2 separate regions of the Mus musculus genome follow, and region 1 is linked to region 2. Evidence: chromatin contacts called from public HiChIP or PLAC-seq data. All regions are on one chromosome and are shown on one strand. The core of a region is the stretch at or near the end of the contact, and the rest is flanking DNA. Distances in the headings are between cores, read along the strand shown.

Evidence for each region. HiChIP or PLAC-seq counts read pairs in DNA pulled down with a chosen protein or histone mark.
Region 1: a contact with region 2 is called in an H3K27ac HiChIP or PLAC-seq map of embryonic stem cells, with 5 read pairs. The contact joins the enhancer-like site here to the promoter of Dhx37 in region 2. A contact is called at or near these places in 1 of 484 Hi-C or Micro-C datasets (embryonic stem cells), 6 of 115 datasets of contacts at active chromatin or transcription factors (the SCID.adh cell line, embryonic stem cells and pancreatic cancer cells) and 3 of 9 other capture datasets (adipose tissue, liver and pancreatic islet).

Annotation. Positions count from the first base shown.
Region 1 is chr5:125,517,125-125,522,570 of GRCm38.p6, forward strand. Aacs (acetoacetyl-CoA synthetase) reads left to right here. Exons shown (of 18, transcript NM_030210.2): 18 at 1-281. Among named protein-coding and RNA genes, the nearest start is that of Tmem132b, 13 kb to the right of the region's middle. Within about 2 kb of position 4,042, at least 81 of the 459 cell types and tissues checked have an H3K27ac peak or open chromatin away from gene starts, as enhancers often do. A contact at or near this core is called in embryonic stem cells, where this site is marked.
Region 2 is chr5:125,432,793-125,438,763 of GRCm38.p6, forward strand. It overlaps Dhx37 (DEAH (Asp-Glu-Ala-His) box polypeptide 37), which reads right to left and starts at 1,256. Exons shown (of 27, transcript NM_203319.1): 1 at 1,143-1,256. The coding sequence starts at 1,245.

The DNA.
Region 1 (5,446 bases), core at 2,792-5,291, 87 kb after region 2:
AAATGGCCCCGTGCTCCCTCCTAATAGTTCCTGGGCTCTTTCTATTGTGACTGTCCTCTACATTTGTAAATGAAGTCTCAGGCTTTGGCTGCCAGGACTTAATGGTGCTTCTCCTCTAGCACACGGAATATGTCATAAATCCTGGTGATTGCTTTTGTATTTTTTTTTTTAAAAACTGAGCACAACATAAAACCTTTTAAAGATATCCTGGATCTTAAGTCTATAAAGGAAAAGTGCTATGAAGAATTTTATGGAATAAATCTGTGCCATGCACACCTGTACAAGTGCAGTACGCGTGTGTTTCTCTGAGGTGATGGGACTCCACATTTGGCTGGCCGTACCAGTGTCAGCTCACTGCTGAGCTGTGAGGTGGTGTGACCCAGCACAAGATGTATAATGGTGTTTCCTGAGCTCTTGGTGTTTAGCATTGTCTTGGTTTGTGTTAAGCCGGTGTTGCCCTGGGCCTCCCCATATCCTGGGCCTCCCTGCTTCCTGGAGCTGGATTACAGGGCGACTTTATCACGGGAGTCTCCTTGGATTTTTGCCACCTAGCCACAGACACCCAGCTCAGCCCTCCATAGCCTTCCTACCACAGAGAGTGGGTAGCAGTCCTGATCTCTAGGATACAGGAGCATCTGGTCCCCGCTTTGTGCTGTGTGCTCCATCGTTCCTGGTGTGGTTGTCTGATCGGCTGCCTGGTGGTGTCATCTGGTTCGTTCCCACCAAGCCTTCCTGTTCCTGTACCCATTCCTGCAGGAAGGGTGAGTGACGGAAGCCTGGCTTCAGCAGAGTGATGGCTTTCCTGGAATGTGTCAGGTCAAGCTGCCTGAGCCCCACTGGCTGTGCTGCAGGGGCGCTTGGGGGCCTGAGCACTGAGGGGACCTTTTGCAGTTTCCCGTTGATTGGTTGTCATGGGGCCTTGACCAGGGGCTCCTAGTTCAGGGGTCAGAGCCCGAGGTGGCCCCACCAGTGTGCACAGGGCTGGCTCCTAAAGGTTCTGCAAGAGTCCCTTCCTGCCTCTTCCTGTTATTAGGGTTGTCTGGGTGTCTGCTACCTCAGCCAGGGCCTGTCTGTTATCTCTAAAGCCTTGGTGGGCTCTCATCCCGTTTATAGTATGTATCTTGGACCCTGGCCATTCCTGTGGCCACCGGTTTTCTTCCCTTTGCTGTGTGCTAGTAAGCATCAGGTTCCCCAATCCCTCTTGCCACACATGTCCCCAAAGGTTCCCAGAGGAGGAAGGGACATCATGGAGGTGGGTAATCTGAATCAGGCTTCTTGTGTGATTTCTAGGGGGCTACACAATTGAGGATGTGTCTGGGCCTTGCTCTTTTCCGTTCTCCTGTTACATTCATTTAATTTGATGGTATAGCGGATGGAACATGGGGCCTCATGTGCTAGGCTGGTGCTGTATAGCACTGAGTTATATACCAGCCCGTTTAAAAAGAGACTTATGGGGCTGGAGAGGTGGCTCAGTGGTTAAGAGCACTGACTGTTTTTCCAGAGGTCCTGAGTTCAATTCCCAGCAACCACATGGTGGCTCACAACCATCTCTAATGGGATCTGATACCCTGTTCTGGTGTGTCTGAAGACAGTGACAGTGTAATCATATAAAGTAAAATAAAAAAAGAGACTTTTATGTGTATGAATGTTTTACCCCGAATATGTATGTGAATTACACGCATGCAGTGCCCACGGAGGCCAGAAGAGGGCAGTTCAGGATAGTGTGGAACCCTCTTGTGAGCCCTGGGGAGATCAGCCAATGCCCTTAACTGCTGAGCCAAATAACTCAGCTGTGCCAGTCTCACCTCTTGAGAACGCAGGTTCTTATAAATTCTCTATCCCATAACTCATTGTTTTCTTACTCTGACTTAGCAGGGACTCGGGGTGTGACAGTTCTGTGAGGTCTGCTTCCCTACATGGTTGACCTAGCAAATTAAACATGGGGTTTAGCCCCTCTGCTTGTCTCATTTCATGGCAGTAGCCTGGGGACTGACCGGTGTGCCACGGGCTGGGGGGTTATGCGTTGGCATTTCTGGCTAGGCAGCCACTTCCCTCTTGTCCCACCTACCTGTCCCCTTCCATCCTGGTATCTCGGCTCCCCACATGAAATGCAGAGGTTGGTGATGGATGGTCACTGTTCATGGTGGCTTGGTCGGGCACTCCGTCAAAGTGACAGTGTCATTTTCAATGTTCTGTCTTCAGACCCCAGGTTTATTTTTAGCCAGCCTTCTCTGAGGTGGAGCCACACAGCAGTTCCCAGGCCTTGCCTCTCATCCTACAGACTGAGGAGGGCCAACCAGTTCAGTCAGAAATCCCAGACCCTTGTTCAGATGATATCCTATCATGACCCCTGCTTTAATCAGAAGATACTCTCATGATTCTTAGACACAGACGCTCTGAAGGAGTTGGATCATGGTTAGCTGTGTGTGTTTGAGATGGGGTCTCTTGTAGCTCAGGCTAGCCTCTAAGGCTAGACACCTCTAAGGGTGTCTGAATTCCTGATTCTCTTGCCTCCGTAACTTAGTTTTTATGTGTCGACAGAATTTGGGGCCCATGGGTCTAGTAGGCAAGTACTTCACAAACTGAGGGCCAGGTAGGATTCCAAGATAACTGCTCTGGCCCTAGTCACAGAAGCTGTGTTCAGAGCCTGAAGAGGTGAGACATGGTCAGACATTTGCACTCTTTGGGGAAGGGGCCGGGGTCCCTAGGTAGTCTCTGGTCCAGAAATAGATCTGCAAGGCATTCTGGGAAAACCATCCTTTAGCTCTCCTACCCTGGGTGAATGAGGAGGAGGGAGCCGGGAAGGTGTTCAAGGCTGAACTTAACTGCATAAATGACAAGGCAGACATCAAGGCTGCTTTGGCCTGGCCAAGGATGCCTCGAGAGGCTTCTGACTCCTCTGTGACAGGCACAGGGCTGGCTGAGCCACTTCCGGCCCTGCCTGGGTGGCTGCCACCTTCACTCTGGAGGTGGGAGACATTAAAAATCGGAAGCTAGTCTTTATGCAAATGCACGCCGCCCCACTTTGTCTTAAGATTTTAATTTTTCTATGAATTATTCCATTCCTTCCCCCCCCCTCCCCTTTCCCTGTGGAAGAAATCAAGACACCCAGTAGCTGATCAGAGGAATTTTCCAACCTTTCTGTTTTATTGCATATTTTTCCAGGCCTGGACCTCCTCTAGTACCAGGAAATAGTCGTCAGGACAGTTCCAGTGATGTGTGGTTCGCACATCAAGCTTACATGAGTGAGACCTCATAGGAGAGAGGATGCAGGAGAGCAAAACACCAGTGGCAGAGGAACAGCTGGGTGGTCAGTTTGGGGAACCCTGAAGGATGTGAAGGTGCCAGCCGTGTGTGATCTGTAGGGAGGATACTCTAGGCAGAGAGGGACTGTTGGTGCAAAGGCTGTAGGGCCCTCTTCCGGGACCAAGGCTGGGGATCTAGGGGCCATTTCTCAGTGACCATCCATTGGGCTGCATCTTGACCAGGTGCATCCTCCCCTCCACCCTCCAAGCCCCCAGTAGGCGCTGTCCCGTGAAGTATCTGGAACTATTCTTTTTGTTTTGGAGCTAGTGTCTCAGTACCTCAAACTCAGCGATCCCAGGCCTCAGCATCCCAAGTGCTGGAATTCTAGATGTGAGTTAGGGCACCCATTGCAAGCCCAGGGGTTTCTGATCTGGGCCACATGAGGCTGTGCTCCATTCTGTCAGCCCCGAGGGTGAGGGGCCAGGAGTCTGCGGGTTCCAACAATTTCCCCAGGCATCCCTCTCTTTGCCTCCAGCCCTGTTAGTTACAGTGGCTCTCTGACTCTGGGAGCAATTCTCTTCTGCCCAGGGTCCACAGAGCCTCTGTCTTGGCTGTGCAATTCATGGGGCCTCTCTAATGCTGGCACAGTCCTACCCCAGGGTCTTTGCACATTCTGGCTCTGCATCCTGCAGCCTGTGAGATTCCTTCCCTCACTCTCTGTTAAGACTTACTCTTATGTCCCCCTTTTCAGTCCGTCCCTCCCATGCTTAAGCTCCTCCCTTCCACTCAAACCCCGCCCCTGCCCCGCCCCCGCCCCTCCCGTTTACTAATCTGCATTTCGTTTTCTTCTGACCTTCTTCTTTCTCCTGACCCCTTACTCATCCATGTGACCACCTGCTCCTGCCCAGGGCGTCAGCCTAAGAAATTCCCTGTGATCCTGCACGGGTCCCTGGGGCAGAACAAGGAGATTGACTGTTTAGGGAAGACTACCTTGCACCGCCGCTGAGCCTCGTGGCTTCTTAGCAACCTCAGCAGTTGTTACGTAACTGGCTGTAGAACTGTCTGCGACGGTTCCTCAAGTGGTTATATTGGGTGTTTACAGCCTCTCTTTTCCCTCCTGTGAGTTCTCTTGAGCTCAGGGGACCAGGCTTGACTTTTGCAGAGAGACGGGTCTCCCTGCTGTGGTCCAAGAGTCCCTGGGGACCTTGGCCACAGCCCTGCAGCTTGGGCACAGGCTCGTGGGGGAGGGGAGGTTTGTTCTGCCAATCTCAAGGGGGTCTGGGAAGCAAGGGCCAGAGTGGTAGTAGAGAGCAAAGGGCACTGTCTGGGCCAAGCTGTGTTACCTCAGTCCACTGGCTTGACCCCTCTGATCCTCATCCCTGTCTGTAGAGTTGGAATAGATCAAACACTCCTTTGAGGAAGTCACTGAGTGGAGGCATTCCTGGTACAAGGCCAGAACTTGTTGCAGGAGAGAAGGACCCTGTATTTCTTGAGTCCTGGCTTCTAGCTGAGCCTCCAACAACAAACCCTTTTCTTGCCCAGTCCGCCCTCAGTGGGTTTCTTTTATACCTGTTTATAGAAACATTTCAATTAGTGTTAAGTCCTGGGAATAGAGAGGGATGTAGGGGCAGCCCACATGTCACTGGCCTTGGTGACAAAAATGGATGCTTTCTTAAAATATCTCTTCTTTGTTCTATACTAATTGAGGCTGTTTATCTGTTTATTTATTTGCCTTTTCAAAACAGGTTTTCTCTGCGTAGCCCTGGCTGTCCTGGAACGCCTTCTGTAGACTTAAACTCACAGAGATCCACCTGCCCATGCCTCCCGAATGCTGAGATTAAAGGCATGTGCCACTACTACCTAGCCTGGTCACTATTTAATTCCAACTGGCCACTGACAATAAAGATCCAGGGAGGTTAGTAGGATGGCCCAGCAGGTGAAGGTCCTTGCCAACAAGGCTGACCACCTCGGTTCGGTCCCAGGACCTACATGTAGAAGTTGACTTCAGCAAGTTGTCCTCTGATCTCCGTTCTTGTGCAGTGGCAAATGTACACATGTGTGCACAAGGAATGTGACCTAAAACATTGAAAAAGAATAAAGGTACTCTTGGCTGGAAACAGCTGTGGTGGAGGCTTGCAACAGATGCTGTCTGGCCAACACTGCAGCTCCTCTCTCCAGGAGCAAGGGTCCTTCCCACTGT
Region 2 (5,971 bases), core at 6-2,505:
TTTTCCTTTGAACGTCTGCAGAGCCTCAAGTACTCATACCCCACATTTGCCTTCTCCCACAACCTGACCAATGCCCGTGCTCATCACCTTTGTGCTTAGGCGCAAAGCAGCAGTCAGCAGCTCCAGCCAGCTCTCCTTCGGAATACATCAGAATCCAAACACTCGTTCCAGCATCAACCCCAACCTCCCTCCCCATCATCCTTCAACCTGTAATGCTTTTCTTAATGGCACAACCAATATGCCATGGTGACACGTTACCTTTCACCCTGTCCCTCTTCTGCTAAGTCTTCCATAGCTCTTCACTTCCTCTTTTAGAAGTTGGGGATCGAGGCAATGTCCTGCTTTGTAGCCAGCACCAAGCTGGCCTGGTACATGCTACATGGTCCAGGTGCCCTCAGATGAGTATCACTCCCTAGAGCTAGGTTTACAAGTGTTATCTGTCTCTCTCATATACACAGCCTTTTTTGTTTGTTTGTTTGTTTGTCTGTTAAGACAAGGTCTCACTATGTAACCCAGGCTGACCTCACACCTGTAGGGATCCTCCCACCCCAAACTCCTAAGCTGGGGTTACAGGAATGAACTACCATATTGTCCCAATCATCTATACAACTCGCAAACTCCGATGTCCCCTAGTCCTTGGGTTTCCCCACCCAGGTCTCCAGAAGGTTTTGACATTTTACTATCCATGTTACTTTCCCCAGTACACCGCTCTCTCCCATCTTCTGCTCTATCCCTCTAGCACCTACCCGAGTGACTGCCATTTACTACACATTTTATCGTTTCTCTGTGCTTGTCGGCTCCGGGTATGCAGGCATGCCTGGAGTTGACAGGGTTTTCCATCTCCGATTCTGCTGTCACTATTCCCAGAGACCAAAACAGTGTCCCCGGTGATCACAGACACCCCAGCACCCGAACACTCAGCCTGGCGCTCCGCTAACCGGCCTGGTCTGAAACACACATTTACGGGTCTCTGGGAAGGAGATGATTCCGACAGGCCTGGGAGTGGATGCAAAGAACTAATCTGCGCGCCATACTGCGGGCAGTACCCCCATATCGCGGTAGAGCGGCTGTCACGCCCCCTGTGCGGGTCATGTGGAACCCGGCTCCCACTCCAGCGACCCTCCCGGTCCCCGGCTTCTCACCCTCCAGTTCCAGCCGTACGGGAGGCGCTTCAGGGCCCTTGGCGGGCCGGGGATCGGCCTGCAGCCGCCCCTTCACGTTGTAGCGGCGTCGCAGCTTCCCCATGGCTCCCTCGCGCCACGCGCGTGGCTCCCTCAGCCCAGCTCCCAGGGAAACCGAACCTGGCTAGGAGACTTCCGGGTTGCGCATGCGCAAGAGCCGCGCCTCAGCAGTTGAGGGGCGGAACTGGAGGCCCGACGCGCCGGAAAGGGAGGTCGTAGCGGAAAAGGCCGGCGTACTCTGTCTGTGGGCGGTCCTTATGTAAATAAGGGGGCCGGGCCTAGACGTGCCTGAGGAGTCTGAGTTTTAAGACCAAACTGTCCTGCCAGATATGATCTGAGACATTTGAACTGTATAACAATATTAATTGTTAATTGAAGAGATGGCTCAGCCGTTTAGAGCAATGGCATTCTTTAATACCAGCACTTGGGAGGCAGAGGCAGGCGGGTTTCTGGGCCAGCCTGCTCTACAGAGTGAGTTCTAGGACAGCCAGGGATATACAGAGAAACCCTGTCTCGAAAAACAAAACAAAACAAAACAAAAAAAGCAGTGACACAACCGTTCCAGGTGATGCGACGCCATCTTCTGGCCTCCATGGGAACTGCGCTAATGTGTCTAAAATACACACGTTAAAAAATACACAGACACGCGCGCGCGCGTACACACACACACACACACACACACACACACACACACACACACACATATACACACACACGTAAAAATACAATAAATCACCAGGTGTGGGAGCCCTTAAACCCATCCAGCACTCAGAAGGCAGAGGATAGAGGTAAGTAGATTTCTGTGAGTTTGTGACCAGCCTGGTATGTACATTTCCAGATCAGCCATAGCCATATCCCCAAAATAGGGGATAGACACCTTTAATTCCAGCATTCAGGAGGCAGAGGCAGGTGGATCTCTGAGTTCAAAGCCAGCCTGGTTTACAGAGCAAGTTCCAGGGATACACAAGAGAAACCCTGTCAACAAAAAGCAAACATAGCTCTCTTCTCCTCCGTTCCAGAAAGAGCTGGCATCTTCTTGTGCAGTGCCAGTCTTGTCCCATAGACAAAATGCTGAAAGTTTGATATGTGCTGAAGATTTGGTGTGAACGGATTTGGCCATATTGGGCACCTGGTTACCAGGGCTGCCTTCTGTGCTGCACTTGGCAAAGTAAAGATTGTTGCCATCAACGACCCCTTCATTGACCTCAACTACACGGTCTACATGTTCCAGTATGACTCCACCCACGGCAAATTCAATGGCACAGTCAAGGCCAAGAATGGGAAGCTTGTCATCAACGGGAAGCCCATCACCATCTCCCAGGAGCGAGACCCCGCTAACATCAAATGGGGTGAGGCCGGTGCTGAGTATGTCGTGGAGTCTACTGGCGTCTTCACCACCATGGAGAAGGTTGGGGCCCACTTGAAGGGTGGGGTCAAAGGATCATCATCTCTGCCCCATCTGCCGATGCCCCCATGTTTGTGAACCATGAAAAATATGACAACTCACTCAAGATTGTCAGCAATGCATTCTGCACCACCAACTGCTTAGCCCCCCCTGGCCAAGGTCATCCATGACAAATTTGGCATCGTGGAAGGGCTCATGACCACAGTCTAATGCCATTACTGCCACTCAGAAGACTGTGGATGGCCCCTCTGAAAAGCTGTGGCTTGATGGCCTCCCTCTGCCCTGCTCCCATCAATGACAATTTTGTAAAGCTCATTTCCTGGTATGACAATGAATATGGCTACAGCAACAGGGTGGTGGACCTCATGGCCTACATGGCCTCCAAGGAGTAAGAAACCCTGGACTACCCACCCCAGCAAGGACACTGAGAGCAAGAGAGAGGCCCTCAGGTGCTGATGAATCCCTGTCCCAACTCAGCCCCCAACACTGAGCATCTCCCTCACAATTTCCACCCCAGACCCCCATAATAGCAGGAGGGGCTTAGGGAGCCCTTCCTACTCTCTTGAATACCATCAATAAAGTTTGCTGCACCAAAACAAAGCAAGAATAATAATAAATAATAAGGGGCTGGAGAGATGGCTTAGTAGTTAAGAGCACTTGCTGCTCTTGCAGAGGACCCAGTTTCAGTTTCTAGCTCCCACATAGTGGCTCACAGCTCTTCCTAACTTCAGTACCTTCTTCTGACCTTTGAGAGCACTAGATACACATACGGTGCACATAGTAAATCACCATGGTATACAGGCAAAGCACTCACACATAAATAAAAATGAGATAAATCTTTAGTATTAATTTGACTAAACGTATAAACTATAACTCTGCCCCTAATACAAACGTCTCCTCTCTCCTCGTTTTGTGAATCCGTGTTTTCTGATATCTCCACAGGTCTGGTGGATTAGTTCCACAGGAAGAAGTGTAAAATATTTCCATGGCAGGAACAGAAAATGTAAAAAGAAGACATCTTCTTAAGTGGTTTAAAGCCTCACTGTCACTTGATCTGAGGCGCACTCGGAAGCATTTCTGAACCCTGTAATTACCTTGCAAGTAGAATAGTTATATTGTACTACATTTTCTTCTGTTTAAGAATTAATCTGAGGGAGGTGTGGTGGCACACTGAAATTCCAGATCTTGGAAGGTAGAAACAGAAAGATAAGAAGTTCAAAGGTGGCCTTGTCTCTAAAGGGCAGCATGGCTTACCTGAAACCCTATCTCAAAAAGGAAGGAAGAGAAAAAAGAAGGTAAAAAAAAAAGTGGGGGAGAACAAGTTTGGGTTACATAACAAAACCCTGTCTTTGAGAAAAAAATTATAGAGTCCAGTGAGATGGCTTAGAGCAGGTAATGACAATTGACTCCTAAACCAGGGGTCTGATCATGGCTCCTACACACACACACACACACACACACACACACACACACAGACACACACACAGACACACACACAGACACACACACACAGAGAGACACAGACACACATACACAGACACATAGAGATATACACACGGACACACAAACACACACAGACATACATAGACACACAAACAGACACACAGAGACATACACACAGACACACACACAGACATACACAGACATACACACACATAACACAGACACAGATACACAGACACAGACACACAAATAATAATGATAATAATTTTTAGATGGGCTATCTCTTAGTCCTGACTATCCTGGAACTCACTCTGTAAACCAGACTGGCCTCAAACTCACAGAGATCTACCTGCCTCTGCTTCCCAGATGCTGAGATCAAAGTTGTGCACTGTTTAGCAAATAAAGGGACTTTCTACAAAGCCTGATGACCTGAGTTCAATCCCCAGAACCCATGGTGGATGGAGAGAACTGACTCTTTAAAATTAATTCTTCGCTGGTCAGTTGTGGCTCACGCCTTTAATCTCAGCACTTGGGAGGCAGGGGCAGGCGGATTTCTGAGTTCAAGGCCAGTCTGGTCTACAGAGTGAGTTCCAGGACAGCCAGGGCTATACAGAGAAACCCTGTCTTGAAAAACAAAAAACAAAAAACAAAAAACAAAAACAAACAAACCTAACTCCTCCACTGTGGCACATACAAATCATGGCACCCACTCCTCCTACAAACATAGATGTAATAAAATAGTATATAGGAATAAAACTCCAGAAGATGCGGAGAACATCCCAGACACACATTGCCATGATGATAAGAAAAGGGCACACACATTGCCATGGATGTATTTCATAAGAGTGAACAGAAAAGTGGTCAGGAGAGGTGGTTTAGCACTGAAGAACCCACTCTGCTCTTGCAGAGGGCTAGAGTTCAGTTCCCAGTGCCTGCATTGGGTTGATCCCAGCTACCTGAAACTCTAGTTCCAGGGCATCCAGTGCCTGTGGCCTCTGAGGGTGTCTGCAATTGAGTATACGTACCCACTCACAGATATAAACATAATTCTAAAAATCTTGCTGGGCATGGTGATGCATATGGAGGGGGATATGGAAGCAGACAGACGGTCTCTGTGAGTCTGAGGTCAGCCTGTCTACATAATCAATTTCAGGGCAGCCAGGGCTACATACTGAGACCCTGTTTAATTGTGTTAATATCGCCCTTTAAAATACTTTGGTCATTTTGGGAACAGGTTGGTCTGCTACTCCTAGAGATCTGCCTGCCTGTATCATGTATGCTGTTGTTAGGTCCTTTCACGTGGTGGCACATGCCTTCAGTCTCAGAACTTCCGAGACAAAAGCAGGTGAATCTCTTGAGTTCAGGCCTGATGTAGCTATAACGTGAGACCATGTCTCAAAAGGAAAAAAAAAAAAAAAAAGCTGGGCGATGGTGGCACACGCCTTTAATCCCAGCACTTGGGAGGCAGAGGCAGAGGCAGGCAGATTTCTGACTTCGAAGGCCAGCCTAGTCTAACAAAGTGAGTTCCAGGACAGCCAGGGCTACACAGAAAAACCCTGTCTCGGAAAAAAAACAAAGGTTTGACACATAAAAATATCAGTAAAAATATACAAAAAGACAACGCATGAAGGAGTAAATCAAGCTCTCGATATTGAAACTTCTAGAATGCAGTTTGAAAGTAACTTCCAATTTTCTTTTTGTGTGGATGTTGCAGAGTTGAACTCAGGTTCTCATGCTTGCACAGTAAAAGATCTCACATAGGGAGAGACCTCAGCTTTGATTTCTCTCTTTCGTGGTGTTGGGGATGGGCCCCGAGCCTTTGCAGTTGGTCAGTGCATTCTCCCTGCTGCCCTAGGCCCTTGCCCCATGTTCTCTATATTTGTCTCATGAGACAGGTTTTCTTTGTGTAACCTTAGCTATCCTGGAACTCTGTGTAGACGTG